6 separate regions of the Mus musculus genome follow, and all the other regions are linked to region 5. A link is a contact called in public HiChIP or PLAC-seq and promoter capture Hi-C data. All regions are on one chromosome and are shown on one strand. Each heading gives the region's core, a stretch centred on a gene start, on an enhancer-like site or on the middle of the called end of the contact. The rest is flanking DNA. Distances are from core to core; before and after follow the strand shown.

Region 1 (3,730 bases), core at 348-2,847, 1.1 Mb after region 5:
TTAGAAATGGCAACTAATCTTACACTCCTCCAAAATAATTTCAGAGACATACGATTAAATTGAACAACCAAGTCAAAGCCCCAGAGAAAACCAGAATGAGGTACACAACTCTATCGAGCAAGTACAAGAACTTCAGATTGTCAACCTATTAGACACCAGCTCCCTAATCACGCCCCAGGGCCCTGTGTCCCAGGTTTCATTCCCAGCAGCCTTAAGTCCCATCTGGGAGGTTTGAAGGAAGGTATGCTGGGAGCTTAAGGATTTTTATGAGCTTGCTCTCAGACCAGGAGCTGGTGCCAGACTAAGCCTTACTAAACAACAGGGGCTCCACAGAACCCCTGGATGCAAAATATTCCATCTATTCCTTACATAGCCCCCACACAGGCTCTTGGAAACAATTCTGCTGGCAGAAAAAAACAAAAAAACAAAAAACTAGTGGACCCCATGTAAAACTGAGGAAAACCACAGCATGACGGAGCTACCTCGACAACACCCTGTAACCATGGGCCAGGCAGCAGAGGCCAAACCCAGAACCAACTACCATTTTTATCCTCATCCAGTCTCTTCATAAGCAGTCATTTGTTCCCCTAACAGCCCTTACTCCTCAGGCAGGAAAAACTCTACATCTGAATCCATCCTCGAGTGACCGGGCATTCATTTGTGGGTGGGAACAGTGTGAAAAAGAGATGGAAGATAGCAAGAAAGCATGCAGGCCTAGGATGAAAGCCAAAATCGGGGAGAGAACTAACTTTACCACAAGCCAGAGAAAAGAAGACAGGGGTTGCTCTCTAGGCACTTAAGGAAGGCAATCTGAAATCTACCATGAAAGGGGGAGAAAGCAGAAAAACCGTAGAGCAGACAGATTTCAACTGCTAAAGAGAGAATCAAGCAGAAAGCAGGGAGGGAAGCAGGAACGGCTGAGGAAGGCTGACAAGGGGCAGTGTCAGGGGAGCTCAGAAGAAAAGAGGGAAGAGGAGGAGATAGGGCCATGGGGGGAAAAGGGAACGCAGAGGCTTGGGGGACGCAGAAAGGCGAAGATGCTGGCCGAAAGCGGGGCTCCAGAACCAGAGTGACTCGACGCAAAGACCAAGAAAGACCGGGAGCCATAGCGCCGGGTGGCAGCAAGGGCTCCAGAAACACCAAGAGCCCCTCAAAGGGTAGGTCTACAGGCGGCGGAGGGGCCCCGGGCCGGCCGAGGGGCCGAGGGCGCGACGCGAGCAGGAACCGCGGCCTGGAGCGCGGTCGTGCCCTGAGGAGCAGGCTGCTGGGCCGCGGCCGCCCCCAGCCCTCCACAGCGGCCTGGGAGCGGCCGGCGCAGGCCGAGGGGGAGGGGCAGGCCGGCGGCAGGAGGACAAGATGGCGGCGGCTGATGGCAGCTTCTCCCCCGGCCCGCCGCCGCCGCTGCCGCCGCCCCGCGCCGGAAAGGGCGTCAGCGCCCAGCTCGCCCAGACTCACCTAGCCGGGTGCGTGGGGGTCCGGGACCCGGGCTCAAAGGCTTCCCGGGGCGGATGGCGGCGGGGCGGGGGCGGATGGCGGCGGATGGCGCCGCGCTCGGCTCCTCCCGTCTCCCTCGCTCACTCCGCGGCTGGGCTCCGACTAACGGCCCATCCGGGCAACCGCCGCCCCCGGGAACACCCCCCACCTCCCGCCTCCCTCCGCGGCTGGGCACGCCCCCTTATTTGCATAGGGGGCGGAGCCCTTACTCTCCGACCCCTCCGCTCTTCAGGGCTGTCCCTACTTTAAAAAAATAAAGGCAGTGTGTGGAGGATATTTGCATAAAGGGGAGGGACTTACAGACGCTAGGACGCCGGTTGGCTAGGGAGACGTCTTGGCGTCGGCAGTTGAGACGCGTAGACCGGGCGGAATGCGAGGCCGTTGGGGCGCAGAATTTACACGACGGATGGTGGGAGAAAAAGGATGCGCATGCGTAGTTGGTCCGCGGACGGCTGGGAGCCGAGAGACACGCAGGGAAGGGATGCTAGGCCCCGGTCACTCTCAGCGGAGAAGACGGAAAGAACTGCGACGAATGGAAGGGATTAGTTAGTCGAGGGCGGAGTTACATAGACCCTGGAAGAATTTCAGGTCTGGTGTCCATTCGTGAGAGGTAAACGCGTCAGGGAGGCGGGGCTTTCCAGTTATCAAATCACGTCATGCAAATGAAGTGGATAGGCAAGCCAATCAAAGGGTCCAGAGGAGTGTATCATTGACTTTCTTCGAGTAGGCGTTCTTCGAATGGTTCTGGGTATTTGCATAATATATGCAAACAATTTGAACAAAGGCAAGGAATGACCTACTCTTCCAAATTTTAGCAGCGACTAACTACGGCGGATATTTGACATTTAATTTTTATGCTCAATAGTTTTAAAAACTGTTTTTATAATTAATGTTCCTTCAACAATGAGTTTCAGCTTTAAAGGTCGTACTACTTCCCCTCTTTGTTTCTTAGTACTTGACTGTAGAAATCTTTGCCTCTCACCACACTTACACTTACTCAACATTTTCCTGTGAATTTTTATGTATATTGGTGGGTGCTCACTGGCCTTTACAAACCAGAGGTTGACGTCCAGAGGGCTCGCGCAAACACTTTATTTTTTGAGACATTCTTTTCATCTTTCAGTGAATCTTGATACTTGGATGGCTGAGCTCAGATTCCATATGGACTGGCCAAAGAGCTTGAGATCTTTCTATCTCTGCATCCCGGTGCTGAAGTTACAGACAGGAGTGATCTGCCCAGCCTGGACATGAGTACAGGAGGTCCAAACTTAGGTCCTCATGCTTGTTAGCAAGCATTTCATCCGCTGAGCCATTTTCCTAACTCTAGAAACATTTATTTGTTTTTATTTTATTTGTATGCATATCTACATATATGCATATGTACCAAGTGGGTTCCTGGTGCCACCTGGGTTCTTGGTTCCTGTACCAAGAGGAGTTCAGATCTCTTTGAACTGGAATTACTGGTGATTGTGAGTTCCCAGATGTAGGTGTTGGGGATCGAATCCAGGTCCTCTGAAAGAACAGCAAGTGCTGAGCCATCTCTCCAGTGGTCATCAGTAACAGTTTGAAGTACCAGAGACATGCATGGGATATTGTAGAGGCAGAGGAATAACCTGACTGTCCTGGTGGGAGCAGGTTAAAAGATATATGGGGAGAGAGAGTAGGGGGGGAGGGAGAAAGAAGCACTTGGCGTCCGCCGTAGTTCCAGTGCTGTAGAGGCGAGAGACGGATGGATCCCCTAGGACTCACTGGCCTGCCGCCACACTCTCATAGGTAGGTCAAGGCCATGAGAGAAGAGAGAACTCATCTCAAAACCACACACACAAAACCAAGGTGGGCATGATCTGGGAAATGGCAGCCAAGGTTGCTCTCTGGCCTCCATATGTACCACCCCCCCACACACACACACAGAGCAATATTAGTCCATTTTGAGACACATTGAAACTGAAATGCTGATGGGTGTCAAGGTCTGAAGGATGCTAGGCACACCTGGAAGCTGCAATTCCAGTTGCTGCCAAGGGTTGAAGTATCCCTATCCTATCCCTACCTACACAAGAGTTACATGAGAGTTTTACACCAGAGGGCGCCATTGCTGCAAGATATAGCTCAGGTACTGGAGAGTAGAGGCAAACGTTTGCAGGTCTGTGCCTAGCTGATGTAGGTAAATCAAAGAATCACTTATCCAATAGGGGCAATGAAGATGAAAAGTGAACAGGACACAGTTAAGAGTTAGCAT
Region 2 (4,104 bases), core at 298-2,797, 1.1 Mb after region 5:
CAAGCGGCTTGTGACGGGTGTGCGTGCGTGTGTGTGTGTGTGTGTGTGTGTGTGTGTGTGTGTGTGTGTGTGTGTGTGGTGAGGGGGTGTGGTCTGGATCCCAGCTGGGTTTCTTTCTGGAGGCTAGAGATTGGTTTTGTTGGGAGCATCGACACCCTCTTTCACTTCCTCTGTTCGGACAGCCTGGAGGTACTCACTCCACTTGGGATGTATCTGCCAACCCTTGGGTATGCTTCCGCTACCCAGGGAGATAGCAAGAGACTGGTTGGTTCGAGGGTCAGAGCTCACAGTGAGTCAGAAATGATAAGCCGCTCGCTCGTGCTGATAGAGAACCACAGAGGATCATGTCAGAGGAGCGTGTGTGCTGGATAAGGACAGCGCCCCAGTGGGGCTGAGGACAGGCATTCCCATTTGGGCTTGGTTTCTGCCTTTCCATAAGAGGAAGAAGACTGGGGCCTGACTAAAGAGGTCTTGTTCCCTCTCAGCTTCTCTTTGTGCGAAGAACACGGGGAGGGGACGTCAGATTTACTCGGAAGCCTGTTAAGTCTTCTGTTTTCTCTGTCTCCCACATCTGCCATTTACGGCTGCTTTTTTCCAGACTCTGCATCTGGGTCTGTCGACATCTCTCTCCCTCATTCCACCCCACACACAGATGACAGATGCCCCACCACTTCTCATGTCTCTGGGCTCGCCTGTCCCTCCTGCCAACAGATCCAGACCCCATAATCCTCCCTCCTCACTCGGAGTCACACTGATGTGCTGGCTGCTTTGAGACAGGAGACCACACCTTTTTTTGTAGGTGACATCACAGAACGATGTTACTGCTTCCTTATGTTGTCCCTGGCCCCTCCAGCTTGGTGGCTCTTGGAAGCCCAGTACGAGTCACACCCTCAGCCACCCCTTGGCCAAAGTTCCAGGGAATCCTTCAGGTGCCAGTGGCTAGAGACACAGGACTGTGGGTCAGGCTTTTCCACGCAGATATCTCCAGGATCACCTGGTCTTGTGGTTAGGTGGGCTATAGAGTTTGCAAAAGCAAAAGGCTGTGTTAAAGCTCCTGGACTTTCTCAGGAACCAGGATCCCCATCTGCAATCCAACCCCAGGTTCCAGGCAACAATCTCCCATGCTCAGCCCCTCTGGGATTTAAGGCTACTTACCTAAGGCGGGCCAAGTGGATGTTCTCATAGACCTGGACTTCAGGCTTGAAATGAGGAACTGAGGGTTCTGGGGAAAGGGAGCCATGTGATGTGAAGTCACCAGATAATTCAGGGGTCTATTCCCTGCCTCCCCTCCCCTAGAGCAGACAGGGTCTAGATGTGAGCCTAACCCTTTACTTCACACCCAAGTTACCTCTCTGGGAAAAGACTCACCTCTGTCCCGAGACCCCTGGGCCCTCCGCCGCCTCCAGAGCACTATGCTGAGGGCTATGATGGTGACCCCTTGGCCTGCTGTGAACAACAGCACCAGTATCCAGGGCACGTCCCAGCTCGGGAGAGTGGCACAAACAGTAGGGGAGGGTTCCGCGGAAGCTGCTGTAACAGCAGAAGAATGACAGGCAGTGCCCCCACACATGCAAATATGCATGCACACATGCAAATCACACACATGGAAAATGAGTTTGCATTTCTCCAGTTCCTTATGCATTCCTCATCCCCTAGGCCTTGCGGAGAACAATGGCCGTTTGCTCCTCTCTCTGACTGATAAATGGGTTATTCTCCATCTGGTAGCGTTCATTCTCAATATAATGGCCTTTTATTTTGTCTAACAATTATAAGCTTTCTGCTTCAACCTTCCCTATCAATAGGCCATTATACCGCAGTATATGTGACCCCTTCTTTGGAAGTCAGCACCCCAGAAATCCCTATGTATTTCCTCTCTGCCATAGAAAAATCCACATAGAATAGATCTGTCTGTGTCTTTCCTCCATTTGTTCTTGAGACAGGGTCTCCTGGAGTCCAGACTGGCCTTGAACTTCTGTGTCAGCCTTCCAAGTTCTGGGACTGAAGGTGTGTACCACTATGCTTGGCTCGTATTCTGGTCTATTTCTTGTCTTTTTTTGGTGGAGGTAGGGAGAGTGAGGGGACTAGACCTCTCTCTATATCCCTGGTTGGCCTAAAATTGGCTATGTAGACCAGGCTGGCCTTGAACTCACACTATTGACTGCCTCTGTCTCCTGAGAGCTAGGATTATAGGCACAGGCCTATTTCTTTTCTTTTGGTGATTTTACTTATTTTTAGAGAAGCAGGGTCACATGTAATGCAGGCTGGCTTTGAACGCACTATATAGCCAAGGCTGTCCTCAAACTTTTTATCCTCCTTCTAATTCCCATGTGCTAACAGGGATGTGCCACCGTGCCCAGCCTATTTCTTTCTTGTGTGTGTGCGAGCATGTGCCTGTGTGTGTGTGTGTGTGTGTATGTGTGTGTGTGTGTTCACGTGAGCGTGGTGGCTAGCAGACAACTGCCAGTGTTTTTCCTCAGGAGATATCCACCTTATTTTTGGAGGTAGATACTGGCCTGGAGTTCATAAAGCAGGCCAGGCTGGCTGGCTCGAGAGCCCTGGGGCCCGTCCGCCTCGACTCTCTAGTGTTGGGACTATAAGTCTGCATCATCATGATTGGCGCTTTGTGTGTGTGTGTGTGTGTGTGTGTGTGTGTGTGTGTGTGTGTCGTGTCTCCTGAGTTCAAACTCGGATTCTCATGTTTGTATTACAAGCATTTTTACTTGGCTGAGCTCTCTCTTCACCCCTAGATTAACCTCTTTCTTTTTTCTTTCCTTCCTTTTTTTTTTTTTTTTTTTTTTTTTTTGGTTTTTTGAAACAGGGTTTCTCTGTATAGTCCTGGCTGTCCAGGAACTCACTCTGTAGACCAGGCTGGCCTCGAACTCAGAAATCCACCTACCTCTGCCTCCCAAGTGCTGGGATTAAAGGCATGTGCCACCACACCTTTCTGGTTTGGAAAACTAGGAAGTTGGTTTAAGCGACTATTCTTTGTGATAGATGTGGTCAATGAGGGAGATGGGGAAGCCTTCCCCTCTAGGAAAGTTACCCCCTAGTTACTGGTGTGATTATTTGTCCTCTTTCCCAACTTTGAGAGAGGGGTTGGAGAGAATTCCTTTCCCCATTCCCTCCCTGATTTTACCTGCCAGGCTAAAGCTGAATCTTTTGTTCTGAGGCAAAAGGCAGCGGATATTCCTTGGCCTACGGGCCCTGGTCTCAGGAAGCCCCTCTGTGGGACACACCAAGAGCAGGGCAGCCCCTTCTCCCCAGAAGTACTGAGCATGTCCTCTCACGGTATTCCTTCCCTCTAGCCAGGTCACAGAGTCCAGACGCCTGGCAGGGACCACAGAGCACAGGAGGGCAGCGCAAGAGGGGCCATCTGGAGACTTCACAGAGAACTGGGATCCTGGCAGGAGAGAGAGGCTCCTCAGTCTCTTGTGTGTTTTTCCTGATCTCCAGTATCCAGAGAGGTCTTCAGACCCACCTCACCTTTAAGCACAGAGACGTCATACACCCTCCAGTTCTGGTACTTGTGGTTCTGATCCATCACAGTACACCAGTACCGTCCAGCGTCTTCATCTCTGGACCCCTCCAGCCATAAGGAATAATTTCCGAAGAGTTTGTACCTGGAATCGGGTTCGGGTTTCCGAAGGTCTGAGACTGGCTTGTCTACTTGGACCTGAGCCACCAAGATGGTGGAGGAGCCTGCTACAGGGCTGCGGAACCAGGTTAAAAGCTGGCCCCCAAGTAGGGAGGGAGGTGAGGGACACGGCATCTCCACTGACTCCCCGGAGGCTACGTAGATGGTCTGGATGCTGTCTGTGGGGAAAGAGCAGTGTCAGAGCAGAGCTGTCCAGGCCTTCAGCAAGCCCCTACATTAGCTCCAACTCCTGTCTTCCTTTCCTTCTGGGGTCTTTGTTTGTTTGTTTTTTGTTTTTGAGATAGGGTTTCTCTGTGTAGCCCTGGCTGTCCTGGAACTCACTCTGTAGACCAGGCTGGCCTCGAACTCCCTTCTGGGGTCTTCAAGCACTGGTGAGCACACATTTCTCAAGTGACTGTTATGAAGAAAGGGAGGTGGGCTGAGAATGTAGTTCAGTCGGTAAAGTGCTT
Region 3 (3,728 bases), core at 620-3,119, 1.8 Mb after region 5:
TACTGTGAGGTGGCTTTTCTTGAGATTCCCCCAAATCAATCCTGTACTTTTCCAGCTTTGAGCCTCTGCTGATTTTTTTCTTTTTTTTCTTTTTTCTTTTTTTACAGTCACCCTTTACATCTGCATGTGTCATATCCCACCTAACGGGTCATCTCAAATGTCACCCCTGACTGAAGCCTCCCTTACTATGAGTCAGATGTGAACACTAACTCCTCAGGGTCCCCATCAGAAGAGTCTGGTCATGGTTCCCTCCTAAGTCCAGGGGATAAAATCTTTCAGACCAAAGTGACAGATTTACCTGGCTTGCTTTCCTCTCATGGAACTGAGCTCGGAGCTCTCAAGAGTGCACATATATTCATATATAATTCAATTGCTTATTCGGGAGTGTGTATGTGTGGGCATATGTGACCACGTATGGGAGTCAGAGGGTGACTTTCTAAGAATTAGTTATCTTCTTTGACCACGTGGATCCCAGGGATCAAACTCAGGACATCAGACTGAGCCATCTCACCCAAATTGTTTGTTTTAAGATATCTCTCTTACTCTCTCTCTCTTTTTTTTTTCTTTTTTTTCTTTTTTAGTTTTTCGAGACAGGGTTTCTCTGTATAGCCCTGGCTGTCCTGGAACTCACTCTGTAGACCAGGCTGGCCTCAAACTCAGAAATCCACCTGCCTCTGCCTCACAAGTGCTGGGATTAAAGGCATGCACCACCACGCCCAGCGATATGTCTCATTTTTACTTTATGCATATGAGTCTTTTGTCTTTGAGTATGTATGTGTACCACATGCATGTAGATGCCTACAGAGATCAAAAAGGGAAAAGGGCATCAGATCTCCTGGGACTGGATGCGAGATGCCACTTGAGTTCTGGAAACTGATTCCAGGTCCTCTGCAAAAGCAGCAGTGTTCTTAAGAACTGTGCCACCAGTGTCTCCCCCCCCCCCCCTTCTATGTTATGGTTTTGGTTTGTTTGTTTGTTTGTCGTTTGAAACTGGAGCTTGCTTTGCTGTGTCTTCCTGCCTCCGCTTGGCAGGCTGGGAAGAGGGCTGAAGTTTCATGTTGTGATGGGTAGTTTCCACCACACTTTCACTCGGACTGTTAGAGGTGCTCAGAAATGTTGACTTCTGTGTTCAGGGAAAGCGGTCTCTCAAGCATTACGGGGATCCCGTGGGTTCCTAATGGTGCTATTGACGACGGGCACAAAGTCTCATAATTTTAGAAACTTCACTTATTTTGTGACCCACCTAGTATGGGGCAAAGGCAGGAGCTTCGGACTTCCTGTCTTCCCTCTATCCCTTTGAATAGCGTCTCGGGAGTGTCCCTAAGTAACCATTGCAGTTTTGTGTCCGTGTGCTCTGTTGAAATCTCTGTGATGTGTGTATGGTTTTCACGTGAACGGAGGCAGGCAGAGCCCGGTCTGTGGGTTCTAGTGTGTTCTTTATCTTCTTGGAAGTTTGTGCAATGACTTCCCTCCTGTTTCCTGCGCATACCTCCAAGTAAGTACGTGAATGTGTTTTCTGTGGTCCCTTGATCTTGCTGGACTTCACTAAGGAGGGTGGCTGGACCATCTGCTACGTGTCTGAGAGCCCCTCTCTAGCTACCTCATGTCCGGACGTGAGCTTACTCCCAATGTTTTTACCCACAAGCATTCACTACTCCCAGGAAAGAACGTGCACTGGGGCACCTAGAGAATAACCAATCAAGGCTCCGCCTACATTTTGCTTCCTCCTTGGAATTTCCAGCCCCTTGCAGCCAACTGCTCCCCAGCTGCGAAGGGCGGAGTTCCCCCCGGCCCGGCCCCTTCTTTGGCTCTATAAGTAGCTCTGCTTTGCGGGGGATTTGCACTCCTCTACACTCTCTGCACAACGTCTAAATTATGTGCCACTCGCGCAACCATCTCCACACCATGACTGGCCTGAGGGCCCCTTCTCCAGCTCCCTCCACCGGCCCGGAACTCCGGCGGGGCTCTGGTCCCGAAATTTTCACCTTCGACCCTCTCCCGGAGCGGGCCGTGGTGTCCACCGCGCGTTTGAACACTTCTCGCGGGCACCGAAAACGCAGCCGAAGGGTGCTCTACCCTCGAGTGGTGAGTATCGCCCGAGTGGGCATCAGGAGGTCGCGTCGCCCTGGAACTTGTAGGTAACAACTAGGCGCAGGGACCTTCGATCTGACGTTTCCCTCTTTTATCTGCTCAGGTCCGGCGCCAGCTACCAACCGAGGAACCCAACATTGCCAAGAGGGTCCTCTTTCTCCTGTTCGCCATCATCTTCTGCCAGATTTTGATGGCTGAAGAGGGTGTGTCGCAGCCCCTGGCTCCGGAGGATGCTACCAGCGCCGTGACACCTGAGCCCATTTCTGCGCCCATTACTGCGCCCCCGGTCCTCGAGCCTTTGAACCTGACCTCGGAGTCCTCGGACTATGCGCTGGATCTTAAAGCTTTTCTCCAGCAACATCCGGCGGCCTTCTAAACGCGATGGGTCACAGTCCGAAGAAACAAAGGCACCATGGATGGGTACCTGGTGCGAGAGAACGTATCCCAAACTGGGATTTCTAAGGCAACGCTAACTCAGAACACTACCGCCAAGAGACACCGCGGGTCCTGGCTAGGCCCACTGGGGACGGACAGAGACTTTCTCCGTGTCTAATTAATATTTATGTATTTATGTATATCCTCCTAGGTGAAGGAGGGGTGTATGTAATATTTATTCTAACTTATGCAGGGGTGCGAGATATGCCTCCCTGCTGTAACACAGATATTTATTACGATTTATAGGGTCGGTAAGACAGAGTTGTGGGAGGGAGGACCCGGGTGGTAGGACTCCCAGCTTGGGGATTAGTCTGGGGGGGGTGTAATAAGATTAGGGGTAACACTCCGTCTTCCAGCACTTCAACTCTGTAGTCTGTTGTAAGGCTTTGGAAGACCCTTGGGAATCCGGCCTTTGATGTCTTCTGGTTGCTTCTCAGGGGCAGCTGCAGGAGTCTTGGGTCCATGGATTGTCAGAGGGCGGCTGTCTGGGGTCGCCTAGTATGTATGTTCTGTGAACACGAATAAACTTGATTTGCCTGTCATTATTATCTGCAGTTCTCGAAGTGTATCATTCAAGCGGGGGGGAGGGGGGAGTGGCGGGAGGATGTGACTAGGTGCCCAGTCCTCACCCTTTCTTGGGTCCTGAACTCTTTCTTGGAGTTACAGACCTATATCCGGTCACCGGATGCAGTCATACATTGCTGGGTGTGCGGTTTTCCCAGTTAGAGAGTGGTGTGGCAACCTGCTTACTCATGGCAGGCGGCGGGTATTCAGGAACCAGAGTGGAAGGGCGTGGCCTCGGTTGGGGGCGGAGCTTCCACGCCAATGCTTCGAGCGGGGGGGGGGGGGGGTTGGTTGTTGGTGGGGGGGAGAATGTCTGGCATCCCCCTGGGCTGCCGAGAACTGTAGTGCTGCGGACCCGAGCGGAGCCTGCCGGGAAAGGGGCGGACCGAGGGGTTGGGAGGGGGCGGGGTCGCGTCTGTTGCTGCAACAGGGTGCGGCCGGGTGGGGGGCGCAAGTGCAGCTTCCACTAAGCCGGGTGTCCGAGCAGTCCCCACCCCGTTCTGGGGTTCTGCGGGCCTCCGCGCTTCTCAAGACCCCGGTGGGGTTGCTTACGGGGACGTTCCGGAAGGTGAGTGGGGATGGGAGGCGGAGCCTTGGGCTACTGAAGAGCCTGGAGGCTGCGGAACTGCTGCAGACCC
Region 4 (3,765 bases), core at 921-3,420, 1.0 Mb after region 5:
ACATACAGATGTAGTCTCATTCTTTCGGTTCTTTATGTAATGTAGATGTCTGGCTATAAGCACAACCTGAGAGAGACAAGTGACTCAGGAGGCAAAAGGTCAAGATGGCAGGGATTGTGGATATATATGGAACTAATACTAATACTGCCCATTTCCTGTATTTCCTGTCCTTTTTGCAAACCTGGAAGTTTGCAAAGTAGGGAGTGCCTTATGGACCATGGTTCCCAGAAACAGTGCCGTTTCCTTTTTAATGCAACAAAGGACTTTGGCTCCAACGTTCAAAACTGTTTTTAAGAGTATCATCTCTCCATTTTCTTCCACTCCCCCATTCCTCACATACCTAACCCCATAGTTTCTCAGTAAGTTGTACTAAAGATAGTAAAGGTGCAGGAGAGATCTCGGGGAGACTCATGATGGGGTGTGGGAAGCAGCTTCCAGATAAGAGTACATGAGGCAAGGTTTCTGATAATAGGAGCTCCTTTCAGAGAAAGGACAGAGGCCCTGGGATGGGGGCTGGTAACATAAAAGGAAGGAGCTACCAAAATCCACGCTTGGCAGAAGTATGATTTCAGGTCCCTTTGGCTCTCTGTGCTCCTCGGAGGCTGTGGAGGCAAGAGGCCACAGTCTTGTACAGTTCAGGCCTGTCATTGTCCCATGCTCCCTCCCAGCCAAAGATTTAGTAGTCTATTTCCATTTCCCCTTCTCTATGCAATCCTTACCAAGCTTCCCTAGAAATCGAGTCATAGCCTCATCCTGTTTGGCACTTGTGACAACAGACTGGGGGTTGATTTCATCCAGAACTTGAAGAGAGAAGGAAGGTGCCTGATGAGTCGAAGGATATCTCCACTGTGACTAAGAGGAAAGTGGTGGCTCTCTTCCTGCCACTGTCTGTTCTCCTCAAGAATTTATCATCTTAGCCAGGCATGGTGACACATGCCTTTGACCCCAGCCCTTGGGAGGCAGGGGAATCTCCATGAAATCAAAATCTGCCTGATCTACACAATAGGTTTCAGGATAAACCAGAGCCACATAGTACATAGTGAGACCCTGTCTCAAAAAAAAACCAAAACCAAACTAAAGTTATTTTATGTCTGTAAGGGATGGTCTGCACACTGGGAGCGCAGTGGAGGAGACTTAGTAAAGGCACGGTGGGAAGGAACAAGAGTGTCCTGGAAACTATCACTAAAATCATGGTTTGCCAGGGACAAAATCTGTAGCATTTCACATACAGTAGGTACCTAATAAAGTTGTGTTGAATAAGTAATTCCTAAATCAGGTGACTATAAACTACATGAGGATGTATGAGTGAACACACGTCCCACCCCAGAGGAGAGGAATGCAGGGCTCTGTCGCACCTCTCTGGAGAAGCTTTAGGCTCTCGTGGTCTGGGGCATCTGGCATGAAGTGGATAGTGGAGTCACTAGTGTCATAGTAAGCAATGCCCAGGTATCCCGAGCTCCACAGCACGCACAGATGGATCTGTCCCGCGAGGAAGGAAAGGGGATCGATATCTGAATCCCTCGGAAGGGCATGGATTGGTCATCCCTTATTATTAATCATTTAACCAAATCTCGGAGATAGGCACTCATGGGGAGTTTAGTCAACGTGAAACGGGGTCGGCTCAGCCTCTCCCAGCCCTCCCAACTCCGCGGACACCTCGGCGGGCTCCTCCTCGTCCTCTTCCTCGATACCTCCAGGCCCCGCCATTGGGGGCTGAGGGCTGGGGAAGCTGGCTGAGGGGATTCCGGATCTGGGTCCGGGTCCCGGCGGCGTCCGGCCTGGGGTCGCTCTGAAAGCCATGGGCTCGGCGACTCTGAGGACATGGGAGGGGAAGGAGGTCCAAAAGCAGCATTCAGCAGGCGGCTGGTGCGCGGGCTTTCAGGGGACAGGCGCGGGGGCTGCCCCTTTAGGTTGGGAGCAGCTCCGAGCTACTGTCCCACCCTCATTCCTGTCACTCGAAGCCGTGCTTTGGAAGCTCTGACGGAGCGCGCTGTCACGTCAAGTCTCTCCCGCCACCCACGCCCTTACAGCCGCAGCGCGCTCTCCTGACCCACCCCCACCCCCTCCCCCACCCCCACCCCACTGGAGCCGCCAATTCGCAGCACTTTCCCGCCTTTTCCGTCACCTCAGCCGCGACGATCCACCTCCCTGACCAACCGCCGCAAGCCTGCAGCCTGTAGGCGTGGGCCGCGCGCGCTCGCCCCGCCCCCTTAGTGGCTGAAAGGGTCTGCTTAGCCATCCAACGGGAAGGCGGTGAGGACGCTAGATGTCGATTGGTCCGTTTGCATTGGGGGCGGTGCTAGAGTGTTCAAAATTCCCGCCCTCTGCCGTTGCTAAGCAGCCGTGTCGCAGAGCTTTGATTGATGTTGGGCGGAGCCCGCCCTAAACTAAGGTCCCCGCCTGGAAAAAGGGTCTGGGCCACGGTGGAGAAGGCCAGAGCCCGGAGGCCGACCTTAAAGGGCCAGAGGCAGTCTTCCTCCTTCCTGAAGAGTGGAGAGAAGCAACATTAATTCAACCTGTGCCAACAGCAACAACTCCGTTAATATTTGTACCCACTAAGTTAATATTTATAAAAAACTCAGAACAGTGCCCAGCAAACAAAGTAAGCGCTACATGAGTGTTTTAAATAAATAAGTGGAAGTAAGAACTAACTCCTGTTTCAGACCTACTTTGCCTGTTTCCTGATTGCAGGAGATGATCACCAACCACAGGAGCAACACGGGGCTTGATTATTTTGGAACCCCTGAAGAGGAAGTATAAGTATCTGAAAGACACTAAATTCTGAAAGTAGACCTAATTAGAACACATACAACCATACTACAGTCCTCTCACCCCTAAGGACACAGGGTATCTCTGACTGATGATCCATCTGGATGGGAAAGAAGGAGAAGGAAGGAGTTTCTGAGGGAAAGAAAAAAAACCATACTTTACAAAACAATAAACAAACAAACAAAAACTTCAGTGCTGGCTTAGCAGGTAAAAGTACCTTCAATTTTGTACCCAGATTGTCCTCTGTCCTCCATACCTGTGCTGCTTGTACACACACACTCACACTCACACTCACACACCACATAATTTTTTAAAAACTGTCCTAGCTACACTAAACTAAGATCCTGCCTGAGGTTCAGAAATGGCATGAGGTGACCTGGCTCTGCTGATCAGCGACTGGAAAAATCATCTCCAAAGGGGAGCAGGTCTAAGGGCTGGGTTAATGGTTACTCTTGGCAAATTATTGAGCAATGGAGTTATGGAAACCTGGAAGAGGTTATTGGTGACAGCTCTGGGGAGTGGCAGAGAGGGACACACCTTCCATTCTGGGGTATGAAGAGATTAGGGACTGGTTTACCAAGAAGAGGAAGGGATCAGACCCAGGAAGAGAAGGCAGCAGAAGAAAAGAAGAGCTGGAGAAAGAAGAAGTGGGAGCTCAGAGATAAGATGGCAGTCTACATTTTTTTTTTTTTTAATGCAGTCCTGGCTTCAAATCCAGGAGCACTGCTGGGTGATCCCAGGACAGAGCAGCCTGGAAAATAAAGGCAAGATAACGCATTTGTGTGTGCGTAGCAATTCAGGCAGCCACAGTCAATAGTGATGATCAGAGCAGCTGCGGCCATAAAGACAGCCAAGAGAGGCAGCCAAACCTGTTTGAATCTAAAGTTTCTCCCAGCGATCTAACTGTGAGCAGATTGCCCGCTGGCCACTTGCTGACCAGAGGGAAAAAAGGAGGTGTCTGGGAAATAAGGCTTCATGGAAGCCATCTCTCTTATC
Region 5 (3,693 bases), core at 23-2,522:
GTGACCGAGGCGAAACCGCAATCTCTGTACCATCCATGATGGCTTCCTGGGTCATCAGAAGGTGGCAGTGGGTTGGGGGAAGGGGACTTTAGAGGCAAGCTTTGAGAAAGGTAAGAACCTGGACAGCCATGCTGACCAAACTGATGGGAATTCTGGGATGGAGGAGACCAATGACTTGGAGATTACCAGAACAGAAGGGATGAGGGCCCATTTACAAGGAGTTTTGAAACAGAAAGGCCAGGGTTTGTTGAGAGGACTAGGGCTGGGAATGGCACAGATCTATGGGTTGGAGGATATTTATGCTACAAGACTTCTTCATTTTTTGTTTGCTGTTTTCAAGACAGGGTCTCCATATGCATGTATTCCTGGCAGGCCTCTAAGCAGGCTGACCTCAAACTTAAGAGATCCACCTGTCCTGGCTTCAGGAGTGCTGGGGTTAAAGGCCTTCGCCATCACATCCGGCCTCAACAGGCTTTCTTAAAACTCTAAAGAGCAAGACTACCTAGACTAGAAGTTCAGGGTGTCTGTCAAACAGATTCCGATGTCGTCCCAGCGCACGTGAGTCAGAAAACTGGAGAGGGAATTATATTTAAGCTCGCAGGATGAATATATATATGTGTACATTGACATGTGGCTGTTGAGATGGGACAGGGCCGGGACGGTAAGTTCTGTTTACCGTGCTTCAATTAAAACGGTGATATCTGCTGTACCTCGCTGCCATGGCCACTTTGAGGGGTTAAATCGGATCAAATGAGGTAGGTGTTTTAGTGCTTTGAGAAGATAAAAGGTGATTCAAAGACAGAGTCGGGCCAAGAGTAGTGTGGCAGGGAGGGAGAGGGCTGGTGGGAGGGGGTAAGCTGGGGCTGGAAGATCCCTGTCACCTGCGGGGTCCGGTGCAGCTCATAGAGACTCAGTTCCCACGTTTTGCTGGCATTCTGTGCATTCGCCGGCGTCGTCATGGTGACGGGGCACAGACCCTCCCCCTCCAAGCGGGGCTCCGCTGAGAGAGGTCTGCGGAAGGGGGTGGGGGGAGACGCTGTCGGGGCCGCCCCTCTGCAGACCCCGCCCCCTGACCCTGGGCGTGCGCCCCGCGGCCCCTCACCCAGCTCCGGCCTTCGCGCTGCCCTGCTGCGGGCCTCTCCCCAGGAACCCCGGGGCTCCGCTGCCCTGGTCCGCTCGGTCCGCAGCTGCCACTCACGCCGCAACCCTTGCTGCCACCGCCACCGCCGCCATGGCCTGGGCGCCGAGGCTCGACGTCACTTCCGCCCTCCCTGTATCCCACCCCGCGACGGAGACGTCACCGCCCTCGCGCGCCACGCGCGCCGTGGAACCGGGTTCCCCCTCCCCCGCCGGGCGCGCGGTGAGCCGGCCCGGTGGGTGCTGGTGCATGTGGAGAGCCCGAGGGCGGAGGATCCCCTCCGTGGCGCTGATCCCCAACTTCTCTCAAGCCGGGCCTGAGAACCCCGGAAAGCCGGCCGCAGCTGCACCTCTGCTGCTGGGTGCGCGCCCTGAGATCCTAGGGCTGCGGCGGGGTCCCGGGTGTCCGGGGACCGTCCCGCGCTCCGCCCGGCCTCTCCCCCTCGAGGTTTGGGGGCGGCGGCTCGGGACGTCCAGACGCAACTCTCGGCCGGAGCCAGAGACTCGAGAATTGCGTTTGGACAATCAGGAGCCGCGGCCCGGGACGGGGAGAGAAGCGCATCGGAGGCACCGGGGATAGAGACGCCGCGCGGAAGCGGGGACACCAGATGGGGCGGGCCCCTGGGGGGAGTCGGGGAGCACACGAGTGAATGTCTGGCGTGGGAAAGTAGGCAAAGCCACTCCGGGACTCGGAGTGAAGGAAGCGGACGAGAAGGAGAGAGAAGGAGAAGGAGCAGGGCCATACCGGTTGAGAGCCGGTTCAGAGTCGGGAATAAGGGGCACAGAGGAAGAGACCGTGATGGGTATTCGTCCCCCCCGCCAGCCTGTGCAGCGGCTGCCAGGGGGTGTCCTATCTCTGGGACAAGTTAGCAGTGGGTCCCCTCGCCCCCCAACCCAGTTACCCCCTACTTCCCTGTTCTCTCCTTCAGTCCGTGGCCAGTCCTTATGTGGGCACCAGAGTCGATTAGCAAGGACCCCCTCCCCTTCCTCCTCCTCCCAGCCCCCTCCTTCTGCTCTCCTCCAGCCCCTTTCATCGGCTAGTCCATTCCCCTAATCCTGGCCCCCTCCCCTAATCCCCCCCATCCGACCCCAGGCCGGCTGCAGCTATTGTAAGGTGGAGAGAAGGGAGGGGAAAAGAGAAAGGAGGGGTGGGGGAGGGCCACCTGTTCCAAGACCCCCTTCCAAGGCCAGACTGGACACCAGGATGGGGCCAAGAACAAATCACCCTTGGGGTCCATAAGGAACTCGGGGAATGGGGGTGGGTGACTGGTGCTGCAGAACCAATGAGAGGGGGTGGGGGCAGAATCCCCTCCCTCTGAAAAGACCCAGAGTGTCACGCATACACAGTGACATACACTCTTTCCTCTCACACCCGGCGGCGGGGGTTGCCCTGGGAGACCAGGCAGTGAAAGGGAACAATCCCTGGAAAGGGGAGAGAGGGGGAGGTGGGGAAGGGTCTGAGGGCTTGGACACAAGAAGAACCGGAGGTGGCAGGGAAGAGGATTTGGAATTTATTAGGGTCACAAGCACCCCTGCCTTCCATATTCAGCATGCCTGAGCCACACACTGCCATCTCTTTTGTAGCCTGGGAACTTAGCGTCCTCATCAGCAGGAGGGCCAGGCAGTGGTGGGGGAGTGAGCAGAGTCCGGCTTCCATCAGGCAGTTACATGAAAAGACCTCCTGAGAGGGGCAGAGGCATTGGGACAGGTGCATGGGTGGGGATGTAGGCACCCACTTCTGTCCCTGGTCTAAAGAAGGGATGTCTGCTCTGCAGGCTGCAGGAGCCCCTCACTTTCTCATTACAACCTGGGTTCTGTTTTCCTGTCCTCCTCCCCATGAAGGCCTCATACCACTGACTTCCACGGAGGCCCCTGTGATGTATCCACTGTCTTCAGATGCCAAGAATGCAACCACATCTGCCACATCTGTGGGGATGGTGGGGGAAGGGCAGTCTTACTTCCTTAGATACAGATTGACTATCCCCTCTACCTTACACCCCCCCCCCAAAATCCTAAACCTACACCAATCATTAATCCCTGTGCGACCTTTTCAGTACTATTACAGATTTAAGGCTCTGTTCAAGCCCCCACCAGACCCTTTTTGCAATCCATGCTCACCCTCAGGGTCCCCCATGTGTCCCAACGGAATCATTGCAGTTACCTGTAAGGAAACACTCACGTGGGTAGAAGTTTCTTTTATGGACTTCCCCCCCCCCCTTACTTTTTCATCCCTCATTATGTACACGTCTGTGCCCAGCAATCTCTCTCAGAGACCTCTGACAGACTGCCCTCCACCCACAGCCTACCTTGTCCTTCACTTTCTCTGGCATTTTCTGGGTCATGGGCGTTGCAATGAACCCTGGGAGGACCGAGTTACATCGGATTCCATGTCTGTGAGAGGAAGAATGGATGCTGACCCCGGGAAGGACACTGACTCTTCTTCCCTTAGCAAGGTCCCCAGTCTGACCCACCGTCCAAGCTCCCGGGCCGCAGTCTGGGTGAGCCCAATCACTCCTGCTTTGGACGACGCATAATTCGTTTGTCCGATATTCCCCA
Region 6 (3,646 bases), core at 197-2,696, 2.0 Mb after region 5:
TGTTGGTGATGGAGTTGTAGAGTAAGGGAACAGAGTGTAGCATGGCTCTAGTTTGGCATGTTTGTTATGGGCGATCTCCAGAGACAATATATGCAGACAGTATATGCAAGCACAGCTTGGGGAAGAGATGCTGGCTGGAGACATTGGGCACCATCAGCATAGAGGTGGGAGGAGAGGAATAGGTCATCTTCAGAGTGTAGTGTAAGCTGAGAACCTGTGTAGGAAGAGAGGAGAATTTGCAGGCGTCTTACTTCTTGTCTGGGAAGAGGAGTAAGCCAGTTAGAGAAAACCAGGAATGTAAAGGGGAGGGAGGAGAGAAGGCCCAGAGGAAGACGATGGAGGTTGAAGGTAATTGGGTTGGGGGTGGGGGGTGGGCAGGGTCAGGGTGGCATTGAACATTGTGGTGCAGTGGACCCATTGAAGAGATGAGCTTGAAGGCCCCATATAGCGGATAGAGGTGCAGGCATTGGAATAAGGATGTAATTGTCAAGTAATTTGGCTATGGGGTGGAGAGAAGGCTCAGCAATTTAGGAGCACTTGATTCTCTTCCAGGGTTTCTAGCATTCACACCCAGCAGCTCACAACAGCCTATAACTGGTGGTGACGTTCAGATAGCTGTGCGGCTACAGCTCATCTTTATGTTGAAATATTATGTATCAGTAGGTAGTAAGTAATGAGTAGCTGCAACAGCAGGAAAAACACTTGGAACTCAAGATCCCCACAGCCTTGGGTAAAGGGTCGGTCCACCGCACCTGCGACTCCGCAGTGCCACCTGCTGGTCAAGATGCGTCATGGCTGCGCAGAGGAAACCCTGACGTCGCGCGACGTTCGATGGAGCTGGGCTGTGGTGCACCCCTTTAACCCCAGCTTTTCAGGCTGAGACAAGAGGATTGCTGTGAACAGATAGGCTATCCTGGGCTAAATAACAAGACCTTATCTCATACCACAAATAAAAATTATCTTAGAGCTATTGCGTTGCTGCTGTTTTGAAACCGTTTAGCTTCGTTCTTCTACTCGTAGCAGATTTCAATGGTTGGAAAAAGTCATTTATTTATTTATTTATTTATTTATTTATTTATTTATTTATTTATTTATTTATTTATTTATTTGGTTTTATTTTTTGAGACAGGGTTTCTCTGTGTAGCCCTGGCTGTCTTGGAATTCACTCTGTAGACCAGGCTGGCCTCGAACTCAGACACCAACCTGCCTGCCTAGTGCCGAGTGTTAGGATTAAAGGTGTGTGCCACCACGGCCAGCTCGAGATAATTTCTAATACCATCTGACAGTCCATTCTTTGGGTGAAATGGTCCCCCATAGGTTCAAGTGTTTGAACGGTCGGTCCCCAGCTGCTAGCGGTTTTTGGGGAACCTTTAAGAAGGTGGAGCCTTGATAGCGGAAGTCCCACCCAACGGGTGAAGAAGACGGATGTGTTTCGCCCGTGGGCTTGGCTTTGCGTCTAGTCCGGCGTCGCAGACCGGTTTCGCCATGTCTCTTCCTCAAACGGTAAGCCCACGAAAACCTTTTAAAGTCGCTGTTTGTTTGTTTTGGTCAGAAATGTCGGTTATCAAATCTAGAAAAGCGTACAATCGTCAAGCCTTCGCAACTTGAAGCGCCTACTATAGTATTTTTCATTTTAATTTTCTCGGCTCAACTAAGCTTACTTAGTAGATTTATTCATTCATTTCAGGACAGGTTTTCTCTGTGTAGCCCTGACTTTCCTGGAGCTCGATCTGTTGACTAGGCTGGCCTCGAACCCAGATCTATCTGCCTAGGCCTACGGAGTGCTGGAAATAAAGACCTGCACCACCATGCCCGGCCCTCATTAGATTTTAATTTCCCCAGCTTTATTTATTTAGGTGTAAGTGACAAAAATTGCACACGTTTGAAATATATAACGTGGTGTGTTAAAACACATTGTTTAGGGCCGCGGAGGTTGCTTAATCGGTAAAGAGCTTGCTTTGTAGCACAGGACCTCCGAGGTTGATCATCGGAAATCGCTTTAAAAATGTGAGCGTGGTGGCTTGTTATGAAAACCCAGCTGGGAGGAAGACAGGCCGATCCCCGGGACTACTCGGGACTACTCGGTGAACCGCAGTAGCCTAAGTAGTGAGTCTTAGAGGAAAAAAAAATGGAGGCTGTGTTAGGAAAGATACAGTTGTCCTCTGGTCTCCACTCTTCACACCTTATAAAGGGAATGGTGGTAGGCACGGTGTCTCACTCCTTTAATGCCAGCATTCAGGAGGTGGATTTCTGTGAGGTCAGGATGAATGAGCCATGGAAGAGATTAAGCCAGTTACTCAGAGAACTCGATATTGGTTTTTTTTTTTTTTGGAGGGGGGGGGACTGGGGGGGGGGCGGTCTTGCTATGTAGTAGGGTCTGGCCTGGACTCTGTCTGCCTTTGCCTATTGAACGCTAGGATTAAAGGCATTCGCCACCATGTCTGGTTGAAATGAAGTTCTTGATGTGTTAGAAGTCTAATAAGCAGGGCTGGAGAGAGGGCTCAGCAGGTAAGAGCACCGGCTGCTCTTCCAGAGGACCCAGGTTCAGTGTCCAGCACTGGTGGCTGCATGCAGGCAAAAATATTCATACATTGGATCCTGGGTGGTCACAGGAAACATTGTTTAATGAAAGTTGCTAGCCCAGATCACATTCTTGCTGAGTTGAAATTTGGTGCTGGTAGTTCATAGCATGTCCGTACACAGCAGGGAAAATACAGATGGTATTATCCGCCCGAGAAGATTGCTCAGACATGGGTTTAAGCCACTAGAAAGTCTTTAGTAGCTGGCTGGGGGTGACACTGAGTGTCCAGGCTCCCAGTGTCCCCGAGTCTTTCTCTGAGTGAACTTTTTTTTTATTGTTTTTTTTTTATTAGGTATTTTCCTCGTTTACATTTTCAATGCTATCCCAAAGGTCCCCCATACCCCCCCCCCCCGAGTGAACTTTTAAACACCAAAAACCATGTTCTGGGTTGACATACTTGAGTTAACAAGAACAGTTATCCAGAAGCAGACAGCAATGTTAGTACATTTAGACATTTCCCCAGAACTACAGACTTTGATGGATTAAGTCTTTGTTTTCATTTTGTCCGGGGGATACTGTCTTGGTGCTGAGTTTTACATCCTGAATGGCACTTCCATCATGGAGTCACTTGTGCTAAGGTCTCAGAGGCCTACTGAGTGGTTGTTATTGACTATCTTGTTAATAACAAGACTATTAACAGAGGTGGCTAAGAATTGACGGAGAAGTGTAAGGCCTTGAGAGACAAATCACGTGCTGGGGTCCTTGGTTAGTGTGATTACAGAGAGTTTGGTATGTCCTAACTAACTGCTTCTGACAGGTACCCAATGCAAAGGGCAGACAGAAAGCCTCTTATACCTTTTATGGCTTCTGAGCTGAGAGCTAGCTAGCCCTGGCTTCTCAGTATAGTAGTGGTGGTCTGGCAGTGCCCATTAAATATGCTAAGGATACTAGTGGAGATCCTGAGTCTGCTACTGCCCCCGGCCCCCTTCCCCTCCCCCCTCCTTTCTCAGGAAACACCTTCCTAGACACATCAACTGTTTAATAGCATCTTGCTTCATAACGAGTGGCTGTCTTCTTCTGGACCTACCTCCATCAGCTCTCATTGCTTCTAGGCCAATAATGAAT

The links. Promoter capture Hi-C pulls out the DNA fragments that hold promoters and counts their contacts. HiChIP or PLAC-seq counts read pairs in DNA pulled down with a chosen protein or histone mark. Capture Hi-C pulls out chosen DNA fragments and counts their contacts.
Region 1: a contact with region 5 is called in a promoter capture Hi-C map of liver, with 2.8 times the contacts expected there. The contact joins the promoter of Prrc2a here to the promoter of Ring1 in region 5. A contact is called at or near these places in 6 of 39 promoter capture datasets (the 3T3-L1 cell line, hippocampal neurons, liver and 2 more), 1 of 484 Hi-C or Micro-C datasets (cerebellum) and 6 of 115 datasets of contacts at active chromatin or transcription factors (astrocytes, craniofacial prominence, differentiating embryonic stem cells and 3 more).
Region 2: a promoter capture Hi-C map of adipose tissue shows a contact between it and region 5. The contact joins the promoter of Ly6g6d here to the promoter of Ring1 in region 5. A contact is called at or near these places in 5 of 39 promoter capture datasets (the C10 cell line, cranial neural crest, hippocampal neurons and 2 more), 1 of 484 Hi-C or Micro-C datasets (B cells), 3 of 115 datasets of contacts at active chromatin or transcription factors (embryonic forebrain, large pre-B cells and pancreatic cancer cells) and 2 of 9 other capture datasets (adipose tissue and pancreatic islet).
Region 3: a contact with region 5 is called in a promoter capture Hi-C map of adipose tissue, with 3 times the contacts expected there. The contact joins the promoter of Ier3 here to the promoter of Ring1 in region 5. A contact is called at or near these places in 3 of 39 promoter capture datasets (cranial neural crest, hippocampal neurons and liver), 1 of 484 Hi-C or Micro-C datasets (B cells), 4 of 115 datasets of contacts at active chromatin or transcription factors (astrocytes, embryonic stem cells, forebrain and 1 more) and 2 of 9 other capture datasets (adipose tissue and liver).
Region 4: a contact with region 5 is called in a FOXA1 HiChIP or PLAC-seq map of pancreatic cancer cells. The contact joins the promoter of Msh5 here to the promoter of Ring1 in region 5. A contact is called at or near these places in 2 of 39 promoter capture datasets (liver and pre-B cells), 2 of 484 Hi-C or Micro-C datasets (both in embryonic stem cells), 8 of 115 datasets of contacts at active chromatin or transcription factors (astrocytes, craniofacial prominence, embryonic stem cells and 4 more) and 1 of 9 other capture datasets (pancreatic islet).
Region 6: a contact with region 5 is called in a FOXA1 HiChIP or PLAC-seq map of pancreatic cancer cells. The contact joins the promoter of A930015D03Rik here to the promoter of Ring1 in region 5. A contact is called at or near these places in 1 of 39 promoter capture datasets (cranial neural crest) and 2 of 115 datasets of contacts at active chromatin or transcription factors (microglia and pancreatic cancer cells).

What each region holds. Positions count from the first base shown.
Region 1 is chr17:35,163,280-35,167,009 of GRCm38.p6, forward strand. It overlaps Prrc2a (proline-rich coiled-coil 2A), which reads right to left and starts at 1,598. Exons shown (of 31, transcript NM_020027.3): 1 at 1,456-1,598.
Region 2 is chr17:35,079,692-35,083,795 of GRCm38.p6, forward strand. It overlaps Ly6g6d (lymphocyte antigen 6 complex, locus G6D), which reads right to left and starts at 1,548. Exons shown (of 5, transcript NM_001371028.1): 1 at 1,369-1,548; 2 at 1,156-1,222; 3 at 788-1,015. The coding sequence starts at 806. Ly6g6f (lymphocyte antigen 6 complex, locus G6F) reads right to left here. Exons shown (of 6, transcript NM_001163192.1): 2 at 3,484-3,813; 3 at 3,137-3,400; 4 at 1,369-1,530; 5 at 1,156-1,222; 6 at 847-1,015. The coding sequence ends at 991.
Region 3 is chr17:35,819,844-35,823,571 of GRCm38.p6, forward strand. It overlaps Ier3 (immediate early response 3), which reads left to right and starts at 1,870. Exons shown (of 2, transcript NM_133662.2): 1 at 1,870-2,085; 2 at 2,195-3,068. The coding sequence starts at 1,876. The coding sequence ends at 2,467. Flot1 (flotillin 1) reads left to right here and starts at 3,514. Exons shown (of 13, transcript NM_008027.2): 1 at 3,514-3,658.
Region 4 is chr17:35,044,575-35,048,339 of GRCm38.p6, forward strand. Msh5 (mutS homolog 5) reads right to left here and starts at 2,171. Exons shown (of 25, transcript NM_001146215.2): 1 at 2,126-2,171; 2 at 1,657-1,813; 3 at 1,356-1,479; 4 at 720-800; 5 at 540-602. The coding sequence starts at 1,800.
Region 5 is chr17:34,023,408-34,027,100 of GRCm38.p6, forward strand. Ring1 (ring finger protein 1) reads right to left here and starts at 1,273. Exons shown (of 7, transcript NM_009066.3): 1 at 1,103-1,273; 2 at 882-1,011; 3 at 1-46. The coding sequence starts at 959. Mir219a-1 (microRNA 219a-1) reads right to left here and starts at 1,685; the gene lies at 1,576-1,685. Mir219c (microRNA 219c) reads left to right here and starts at 1,605; the gene lies at 1,605-1,664. It overlaps H2-Ke6 (H2-K region expressed gene 6), which reads right to left. Exons shown (of 9, transcript NM_013543.2): 5 at 3,609-3,693; 6 at 3,444-3,528; 7 at 3,256-3,298; 8 at 2,989-3,063; 9 at 2,626-2,818. The coding sequence ends at 2,802.
Region 6 is chr17:35,993,058-35,996,703 of GRCm38.p6, forward strand. A930015D03Rik (RIKEN cDNA A930015D03 gene) reads left to right here and starts at 1,447. Exons shown (of 2, transcript NR_015618.2): 1 at 1,447-1,503.